2 separate regions of the Drosophila melanogaster genome follow, and region 1 is linked to region 2. The links are chromatin contacts, called in public Hi-C maps. All regions are on one chromosome and are shown on one strand. The core of a region is the stretch at or near the end of the contact, and the rest is flanking DNA. Distances in the headings are between cores, read along the strand shown.

The links. Hi-C and Micro-C count contacts between places; a contact is called where the count stands out from the background.
Region 1: a Hi-C map of the Kc167 cell line shows a contact between it and region 2, with 3 times the contacts expected there. A contact is called at or near these places in 15 of 107 Hi-C or Micro-C datasets (the Kc167 cell line, the ML-DmBG3-c2 cell line, the PNm cell line and 6 more).

Annotation. Positions count from the first base shown.
Region 1 is chr3L:14,025,774-14,030,520 of dm6, reverse strand. Ptip (PAX transcription activation domain interacting protein) reads left to right here and starts at 1,400. Exons shown (of 7, transcript NM_168571.3): 1 at 1,400-1,751; 2 at 2,131-4,674; 3 at 4,732-4,747. The coding sequence starts at 1,677. It overlaps endos (endosulfine), which reads left to right. Exons shown (of 3, transcript NM_001274891.1): 3 at 101-942. The coding sequence ends at 274.
Region 2 is chr3L:8,439,565-8,444,341 of dm6, reverse strand. It overlaps Unr (Upstream of N-ras), which reads left to right and starts at 2,027. Exons shown (of 11, transcript NM_001259740.2): 1 at 2,027-2,135; 2 at 2,624-4,777. CG6983 reads left to right here. Exons shown (of 2, transcript NM_001300055.1): 2 at 1-1,300. The coding sequence ends at 295.

The sequences.
Region 1 (4,747 bases), core at 151-2,650, 5.6 Mb before region 2:
ATTAAGTTTGCATTTGGAAGATATCTCCGTTTTAGTTCTAAAAAGCTATTTGATTATATAAGAGAAATCTAATATGTATTCCTTCATATCCTTCCCACAGCAAAAGTTCTTCGACTCGGGCGATTACCAGATGGCCAAGCAGAAGGGTGGCGGCGTCAAGCAGGTCTTTGCCAACAAGGTGACCACCGGGGAGGCCATTCCCACGCCCGAAACCGTGCCGGCGCGCAAGACTTCGATCATCCAACCCTGTAACAAGTTCCCGGCGACGAGCTAATTTACTCACCACTCAACACTCACCTCTACTGTATCCACAACCTCAAGTGCAGCCAGTTCTCCGTTCCCCACTTCAAATGCTCTATACCTAATTTTAATGAAAAACCTAATGCTAAGATGGCTGCTGCCGGATTGTGCGGGCATTTCGCGACAGTTTAAACTGAAATTCTAGCACCATGTTCCGTGTTTCCCCCGTTAAATTCAATCGCCATCCGCACTGGCCAATCAATCTCAAGATCAACTCATCAGTCCATCTCTCAGGCCGGGGAAGCGAAGATGGCGAGCCGAGCAGCGCGAAATTTATTGCAACAGTTATATATATCTCTATCTTTGTAACATTAAACTAACTTACCCTCGTCGTACATAGTTGTAAGTATTACGAGCATAATAAATTTAAGTTGGAGCAGCCAGCCACACACACACACACGTTCTCGTACATTACTGGGATTCCATCAAAAGTTTTTAAAAGTTCACCATGTTCTATGGAAAATGTTTTTATATTTTTTTTTTTGCATTCATTCTATAAGCAGTTGACGGAATTTCACCAACTAATTGATAATAACATAGGTACTGCTGCTTGCAGAGCTAAATTTTTGATGCAAAAACCAAACAGTCGAGTTAAAATGAATTTGTAAATCAAGCAGAGCTAAAATAAATGTATGTACGTATACTTATAAATGTGTTGATTTCCTGGGGCGCTAACCCAACAACTGAATCGGAAATGTGCCATACAAATGTTTACTTAAATTATAAGTGCCCGGAGTGGAGTCTAATTAACTAGGAAACGTTCCTTCGAGCGGTGTGGTATGGTAATTGGTTGTTCAAATTGGACGGGAACGAAATGAAATCACCAAAATAGGTGGGAAATACACAATATTTAATACAAATAGATGGGTTCATATATTTTCATACGAACATCGTGTTTTAGTTAAAAGTTAATCGAACTTGCAAAGTGAGTTTTAGGCCCAATTAAAAAAGTTTTAACCAATAAAATCGCTTTTTGGACCACAGTACAAATGAAATCAATCAAATATCCAAGTTTTCCACCAATCGATACCAGCAGATTAAGCATCCATATTGCCACACTTCTGGAACTATCGATAGTATCGCATAAACAGTGTTTTGTACCAACTCTAGGCGGAAGGCGCAGCGGTGATAAAAGAGAAAAAGTGATCTTTAAATGCAATTTTTCGGTTCCAAATTGCATTTGTTATGTGCTACGCGATAAGCACCGCATCGCACACCGTTTTTCGAAGTTCGCAAATGGCCAAGATCAGCGGAAAGACGAGAAAACACGCTGCAATGTAGATGCCCACGAGCAGCCGCGGCAGCAGCAATAACAAAAGCAAAAGTGAAATTAGCGCCGCCAGAGAAGTGCAAGTGGTCAAACAAACGGCGGCGCCATGGAGAACCTCAAGATAAGCGACAAACTGTTCGAGGATGTGATATACTTTGTGCTGGGAAATCTGGACGAGGAGGTAAAAAGCTGCAAAGCGAATCTTTCGTTTGCTGTTGCTGTACTTGCATTGTGCGTACGTGTGTGTGTGTTTGTGTGAGCGGGTGTGCGTGCGTCTCACAGGGTGGGTTGGAGCGCGGGCGGACAGGGTAACCCGGGCACCTTGGCAAATGCGCGCCATAAAAGTTGCCGGCAAATTGCCGTGTTTGTGTGTTTGTGTACTGGAGTTTGTATTGGTGCTAAATCAACTGATTTTTGTTTTGGTTCTCCTCTACCAACGGAAGCAACATATTTGGCACCCTTGAAAAAAGAATTCTTATTTGGTCACATACATATATCTTTTATATATACTGTTTAAATCAAGTAATGTAATAAATAATTATTATGCCTTTGCCTTGCAGATCGAACGCTTTCTTAAGAGCGGTGGCGCTCAATCGAAACTGTTCCTGTCGGACCAAATCACCCACATGATATGCGCCACCAACTACAACGAGGAGGAGCTGTCCATGAACCTGGACCTCTACAGTGCAATTCCCGTAACGGAGCAATGGATCGTGCACAGCGCCAAGCTAGGCCGAATGGCCTCGACACGGGCTTTCGACCCGAGTCCGAATCAAATGCGGTTGATGCGCGGCATTCGGGTGGCCATCACCAATGTAGTGGCAGGGGATCGAAGGCGTCTTTACGCCATGCTGACATACCACGGTGCCGTAGTCACGCACAGCTTTGGGGCCACCAACACGCATCTGGTGTGCGGTGCAGCCAACGGTGGCATCTACAACAAGGCGCTGGCCCTGCCCAAGAATGCCATCATTATTGTGACGCCCGACTGGGTGACAGATAGCCTTAAGTACAAAAACTGCATGCCCGTGGAGACGTATCATCCGAGACTGCTGAAGCCCATTGAAAAGCAGCGAACACAAAAGCAGCAGGCTACGCAGCAGCAACAAATTCAGCAGCAGCAGCAATTGCAGCACCAACACCAGATGCAGCAACAACAGCAGCAGCAGCAGCAGCAGCAACAACAACAACAACAACAACAACAACAACAACAACAACAACAACAACAACAGCAGCAGCAGCAGCAGCAGCAACATCAACAGCAGATTATCCAGCAACAGGCAACGGCTACTTCTGCCCTATCTGACATCCTTGGCTTTGGCGAGGACAGCGTAGCTGCCAAGAGCATCGCTAGCATTAAGTCTCAGCTGCAGGCTTCAGCTGAACAAATACAGCAGCAACAGCTGCCCGTACCCGCACAGCAGCAGGTGGTCTTTGTGCGCCCACAGCCACAACCCCAACAGCCAGCACAACAATCCCCTCACCAGTTACAGCAAGGTGGTCCTCAAGCACCTACTCCTGCACCACACCCGCAGCATCAACAACAATTAATAATTCAGCAGCAGAAGATTATCCCCGCCAACCTGCAGCAGCAACCACAAAACCAGCAGCAAATCAAAAATATCCTACAGCAGAGACAAATGAAAACAACGCAGCAGTCTCAGCAACAGCAACAAATCCAAATGCAACTAATGCAGCAGGAGCAACAGCCGCATCCTCAACCACTTCAACAGCAGCTTGCGCAACAACACCCGCAACAAATCGCACAGCAACTTCCACAGCAACTTTCTCAACAACATCCACAACAAATTCCTCAGCAACAGCAGTCGCCCCGACTGCCAACGACTCCAACAGGCCGGCAGACACCACGTACACCATCTACAACGCCGCAGCCCGTGCAATCCCCTCAGCACCACCAGCAGATAGTTCAACAGCAACAGGTGGTGCAGCAACAAGTGGGCCAGCAGCAAACGATGGTACAGCAGCAGCAGATAGTTCAGCAACAGCAAATTGTTCAGCAGCAAGTTGTTCAGCAACAGCAGCCACAACAACAATCTGTGCCGGTTTCGCCGCAAATCATACACCAACATCTAATGCGGCAGCAACAAATTTTGAACCAGAATCAAATGCAATTGCAGCAAATCGTGCAAAGCGGACAAGCATTGACGCCGCAACAGCAGCAGCAACAGAGACAAATTCAACAACAGCTGCAACAAGTTATGCAGCAGCAGCAGCAATTACAGATGCAAATGCAGCAGCAACAACAGCAACAGAATCTACAACAACAACAGTCGCCTCGGATGGTGCAAAACCGTTCGCCGGTAATGCCACCAAGTACGCCATCCCCATCGTTGCAGCAACAGCAGCATCATGCAACTAGCAATATGTTGCCGCCACAATCGCCGCGACAACTGCAATCCCCAGCTCCCCAAATGACTCCGCCACCTCCGCCCTCGCCGCAAAACGCCCAGCAACAACATTTGCGCCAGCAACAGCAAATGCAACAGAATCGACAACAGCACATGATGGGCTCGCCACAACAACCTCAACCACAATCTATGATGTCGCCGCAACAGCAGCAACAGATGCAGCCCTTTCAACAGCCCGTCCATCAACAGCAGCGCATGCAATTGCAGCAGCAACAACAATTGGCCCAACAGCAGCAACAACAGCAACAGCAGAGTCCCCAGCATATTTCTCCGCAATCGCCCCAGATTTCTCAAACTCCACCCATGCAGGCAAAGCTGCATCAGCATCAGGTGGTTCCTGGACAAGCCACTCAGCCGCAGCAATCATTCTCCCAGCAGAAGCCTATCGACCCAACGGACCCCGTTCAGGTAGCTCAAGTGCTCAGTCGATCTGCATTGAGCAGCAATCAGGACTCGTTGATAATGAGGCAGCAACAATTGAAGCAGCAACAACAGATGCAACAGCAACAACAAATGGCACCGCAGCCCCAGCAGCAGCAAATGGCACAGCAACCGCAACAGCAGCAGCAGCAGCAACCACAACAGCAGCACACCCCTTCTCCGCGACAATCGCCACTGCAACAGCAACCTACTACCCCCACCTTGCAACAGCAGCCAAACCAACAAAACGCTCAAGTAAAATAAAGAACATATATTATTTTTTACCGGAAATTAATGATTACTTCTTTTTAGCAAATACAGCAGCAAC
Region 2 (4,777 bases), core at 778-3,277:
GCCGAGCTTGCACTGCAGGATCACGGAGTTCGAGGGCACCAAGCATGATGAGCACGACTTTTTCGAAATGAAAATCGAGTTCTTTGCCTACAAGGAGAAGCTGTTGCGCGAGGTCCTGCACATTGTCAGCTCATCGAACGCCAAGGAGCTGCTACAGCTGGTCATAGCCGCTCGGGTGTTGGGCAAGGGCAAGGGTACTCCTATGCTGCGGACTGGAATCCATTGCATCGGCGTCGAGAGGGATGACGATGAGTCGGAGGCGTCGGATTTCGCTGGCTTCGACAGCAAGCCCTAAGATGGCAACCCAATTCTCGCCTTGCCGCAACTTGTTTTCTTAGTTAATTGCAAATATCTGCATAGTTCTTAAGTGAAAGAGAAGAGAATAATATGTAACATTAGTTATTACCTACAAGTTATCGTGTACGTAAATTCATTGAGCATTTACATTTAGATTTCGGTTTCACTTTTGCTTCGTGTACTTAACATTTGTAAAATAATCGTGTACGTGTTTGTGTTACACGTGAGTGGGCGAACTGCCAAATATACTTGACATTTTTATTGATATTCAAGACCGTGTTATGTCCCAAATTCTTGATTTTGCCACTAAGATTAAAATGTTAAACAGTTTGTCTTCAAATGAATATTGAAATGTATTAAAGCCATGTAAGCTGAGGAAATTTCATGCCCTTTTAAGCAATGGACAGTTTTAATAGCCTATAGCTAAACGGGTTTTTAAAATTTTAAAATTTCGCTGTACATACATAAAGACGTATTTATTTATATTCCATATAAACTGCACCATACACAACAAATATTGTCACAAAAATATATGTTTGAAATATATCCCTAGAACAACACAGAGACCAAACTTTGGACCTTTTGCAAATGTGTATAGAAATGTAACGCAATCCAGGCAATTAAATAACCCTAAAATATGCAAAACCAGATGCAATTTAATGTGTGACCAAATCGAAGTGCTCGTAACGTAAAAATTATAAACATGATATTAAATCTTTTTAACTACAATTAGCCCGAGATTTATATTTAGCGAGGGCGTTTTGATAATCTATTCATGTTGATAACATTTTGCACTGTCGAATGTATAAAAGGCACCGTAACCAATTAACTAGATTTTGTAAATTGTAATCTTTAAAAATCTGTTCAAGGATAATCAATTTATCAGCATACATATGTATTGGATCCCATTATCATGCAAAATACCATTTAAGTTAATTATGGATTAAGCAACCAAGGAGCTGCTGAAATAAAATTCGTTAAAAGACCCAGGAAGACGTAAAACTAATGTGATTTTCTGTGGGCTGCTAAAAGGAATCTAAAAAAGGGATTTTTTGTGTTTTATGTTTTATGTGACAGAACTTCCGAAAATTAAGAATTAAACTAAGTGAATACACTTCTGCATTTTTGGGGGAATTCCAATTTTACAAAGATAATAACATATCTTCCATATTTATTTATCAGAACAAATAAAACTAGTTTCATTTTTTAAATCAATATATTGCCGCTTAATAAAAGGCGAAAAGATTTTGGGGTTGGCTTAAGTTAGAAATAGCTAGCGATGGTTCTTGTCTCGAATACGTACAGTTTAAAATTAAATATTTAGATGTAATTTTCTTAGTAATAATCCATTTAATTACATAAATTGCTTTTGTTTATTATTAAAACTAAGAATATTACATAAAAGTCACATACAATTCATATTTTATAATTTGCAGTGATAGCATAGAAAATGACATAGATGTATAACCCTGCACTTCTACTACTTTTAGACATTGCATTAAAGATAGTCCCTTTAACTGAATTAAAGTTAAATCGTTATCTTAGATAAGTTTTGATTATTTAAATATAGGAATAGAAAAGCTAAGAGATCCCTGCTCCTACTCCCATGACCACTGACGTCACAATTGTCCCTCTCTTCGCACACCTTCCAACACTGCCATCGTGCTGTCGGCAAATATGGCGCCCGCTAGCAGTTGTTGTGCTGTCGTGTGGTACGTGTGGCTGGTCCAGAAAATTCTCGTTCGCTTCAAATAGGACTATTATTTAACTCAAATTCGGAACGAAAATATGCAGAAAATGTGCCGCGAACAAAGCTGTGATGGAAAAATATGAAATGTGTTAGGGAAATTAGTTTTTAAATGGCGAATTAACGTTTTTTCGTTGCCCAGCCAGATTTTCTACGCTTCTGTGTGTGTGTGTGTGCGTTTGAGGGTACCAAATTTGCAGCCCGAAAAAAAAGTTGATGAAAATTCGTTTTTTTGCTACCAACTTGGCACTTCGGTGACTGTGCATGTGTGTGTGCAGTCTGCGGGGTTGCTAATTTTACGCTAAAAACCACAACAATAATGTGTAAAAATAGTTTACGATTGCAATTGCGTGTGCGTGTGTATGGGCGTGCATGTGTGTGTGCGTAGTAGGTTGCGCCAGTGTGTGTGCAATTTTTTCCGGCAGGCAAAAATCTCTCCATTTGCAACACTGAAAAATCGATAAAACTGCAGCAAGACTTTCGGTGTAGATTTCACTAGCCAAAAATAAAAGAAATAATAAAAAAGATGTATTAATTTTTCTTAATCGTTTCCACCTTTCTCTTTTTCTCATTCAACAGCTTTTGTAACTAAAACTCCGTTTTGACATCACTTTCATCATAATCTGAAAAAATAATAATAATATAAAAAAACAACAACAAATATGATAAAAAAATAAAAAAATCACCATCGAAAACGAATCAAAAAATAATACATACAAATATAAATCGCAAATAATTGAAAGTTACAGCAGAAATAAAAAACAACAACAACATAGCTCAAAAGGAAAAAGTCAAAGCAAAAACTTTTTAAGTTTTTTGGACTCTTCTTTGTTTTTGTTTCGTTTGCTTTGCAAAGAAAAACACACAAAACAGAAAAAACGAGAATTTTTACGCCGCCCGTCGGTGTGAGCGAGACAGACAGAGAGGGAGATAAAGCGACTGCGCAAATAAAAAAAGAAAACAAAACAACAAACAACATAAAAAACAAGCCAAGCTTGAAACGAAGACTTTCAAATAAAACAACAACAAAACCAACAACAAACCAAACAAATTGAAACGCTGTGAAATTAACTCGTCAATACTCAAAAGCACCAACAAATAAATAAACAAAAAGAAAAGCTAAAACAAAATAAAAGGCAAACCACGAAGGAGCAAGTAAAGCGGAGTTTAACAAGAAAACGGCAAAAGCACTGAAAACAAAAAAGCAACGGGAAACGAAACTAACGTGAAGTCAAAGGCAACGGCGCTGCGGCGTTCGGACTCTCGAATAAAACAAAAACAATTCAAGCAAAACCGCAAAACCTACACTTGGAAAAACGCTAAATAAATCCCAAATTCCTCATTATTTTTCCTGAAAAGCTTTAATTTAATTACGAATTTTTTGTTGTTAAGTCAGAGTGAATTCAATTTGCTAATTAATTTAAATTAAGACATCAACAACCGAGCTACAAAAGCAGCAACAACAACAAACAAACAACAACCAACAAACAACTGAATTAATGTTTTAAAGTACAAAATAACCGGGAGTAAATCAACAACAAATAATTTAAACATATTAAAAACGATTTAATTTAAAACGCAACATCAATCTAAATTATTTAACTAAACATAAAAACAAACACTGCTAGAATTTAAGTCCAAAAACAACTGATAAACGCCCACAAGGGCGAAAGGGAAGTGGGAGACAGAGCGATAAATGGAGGAGAAGCGAGGAGAGCTGAATAAAACCGATCAAGCAACAATTGTGCCGCAAAAAAAGTGTGAATAAAAAATATATACTAAAAAAATAACGGTAACAATAAAGAAAACATTTAAAACCAAAAATCTACAAGAATTCTATAAGTTTTAAGTCACGTTTTACACAGACCTACAACAACAACACCAGCAATTGAACTTAGCCAATAAATTTAATTAAAACAATAAATTAGTGAAAAAAAAATAAACGGATTAAGCCAATATATATAGAGAACGCATAACAAATTCAAAACTGCGGCCTTGTGCCAAAAAAACAGTTTTTATTTTTTCCAATAAAACATTGTTTTTTACTAGTTTTCAATTCAGATTTTTTTATAAGTGTACCTAGTGAGAAATGTTAAAAGTCTAAAACAGCAAAAGCAACTGCAACAAACGGAAGTAAAACGGAGAAAAGAAAAACAAAACAAATTCAAAGAAAGATTTAACAACTCTGTGATAATTACTGTAAATTTATAAATTTAAAGAAAAAAAAAAAACAAAAACCTAAAGAAAAACCACAAAAAAATCTCTAATTAAATGAAAGGAAAACCCCGTCATTTTTAACAGTAGGCGAAGAAGAAGAAGGAGCGAAAGAGGAAGCAGAAAGCAGAAAAACATCTTAAACCAACAACAACTTTACACTTAAGAGCAAATGCAAATGAAAAGATAAAAAACATTGAAACAAATTCGTGATATCTTAAAGGACTTCGATACATATATACTATAGTATATTATATATTATATTATATAAACTATTAAACTAAGCTTAAATCTAGTGAGCGTCAACCGAGAAAACAAAAACAAAACAATGGAATAAGTGAATAAACAACAAAACCAACCAACACAAAGCAAAAAATAAAAACCCTAGGTTATGAAAAGACTTCAAAACGCATTCAAAAAATATATATATTTAAACAAAACAAAATAAATCGTAGACTTAAAGTTCAACATAGTAAATGAGCGAGGATAACTTTACATAACGGGTGTCCTATATCTATT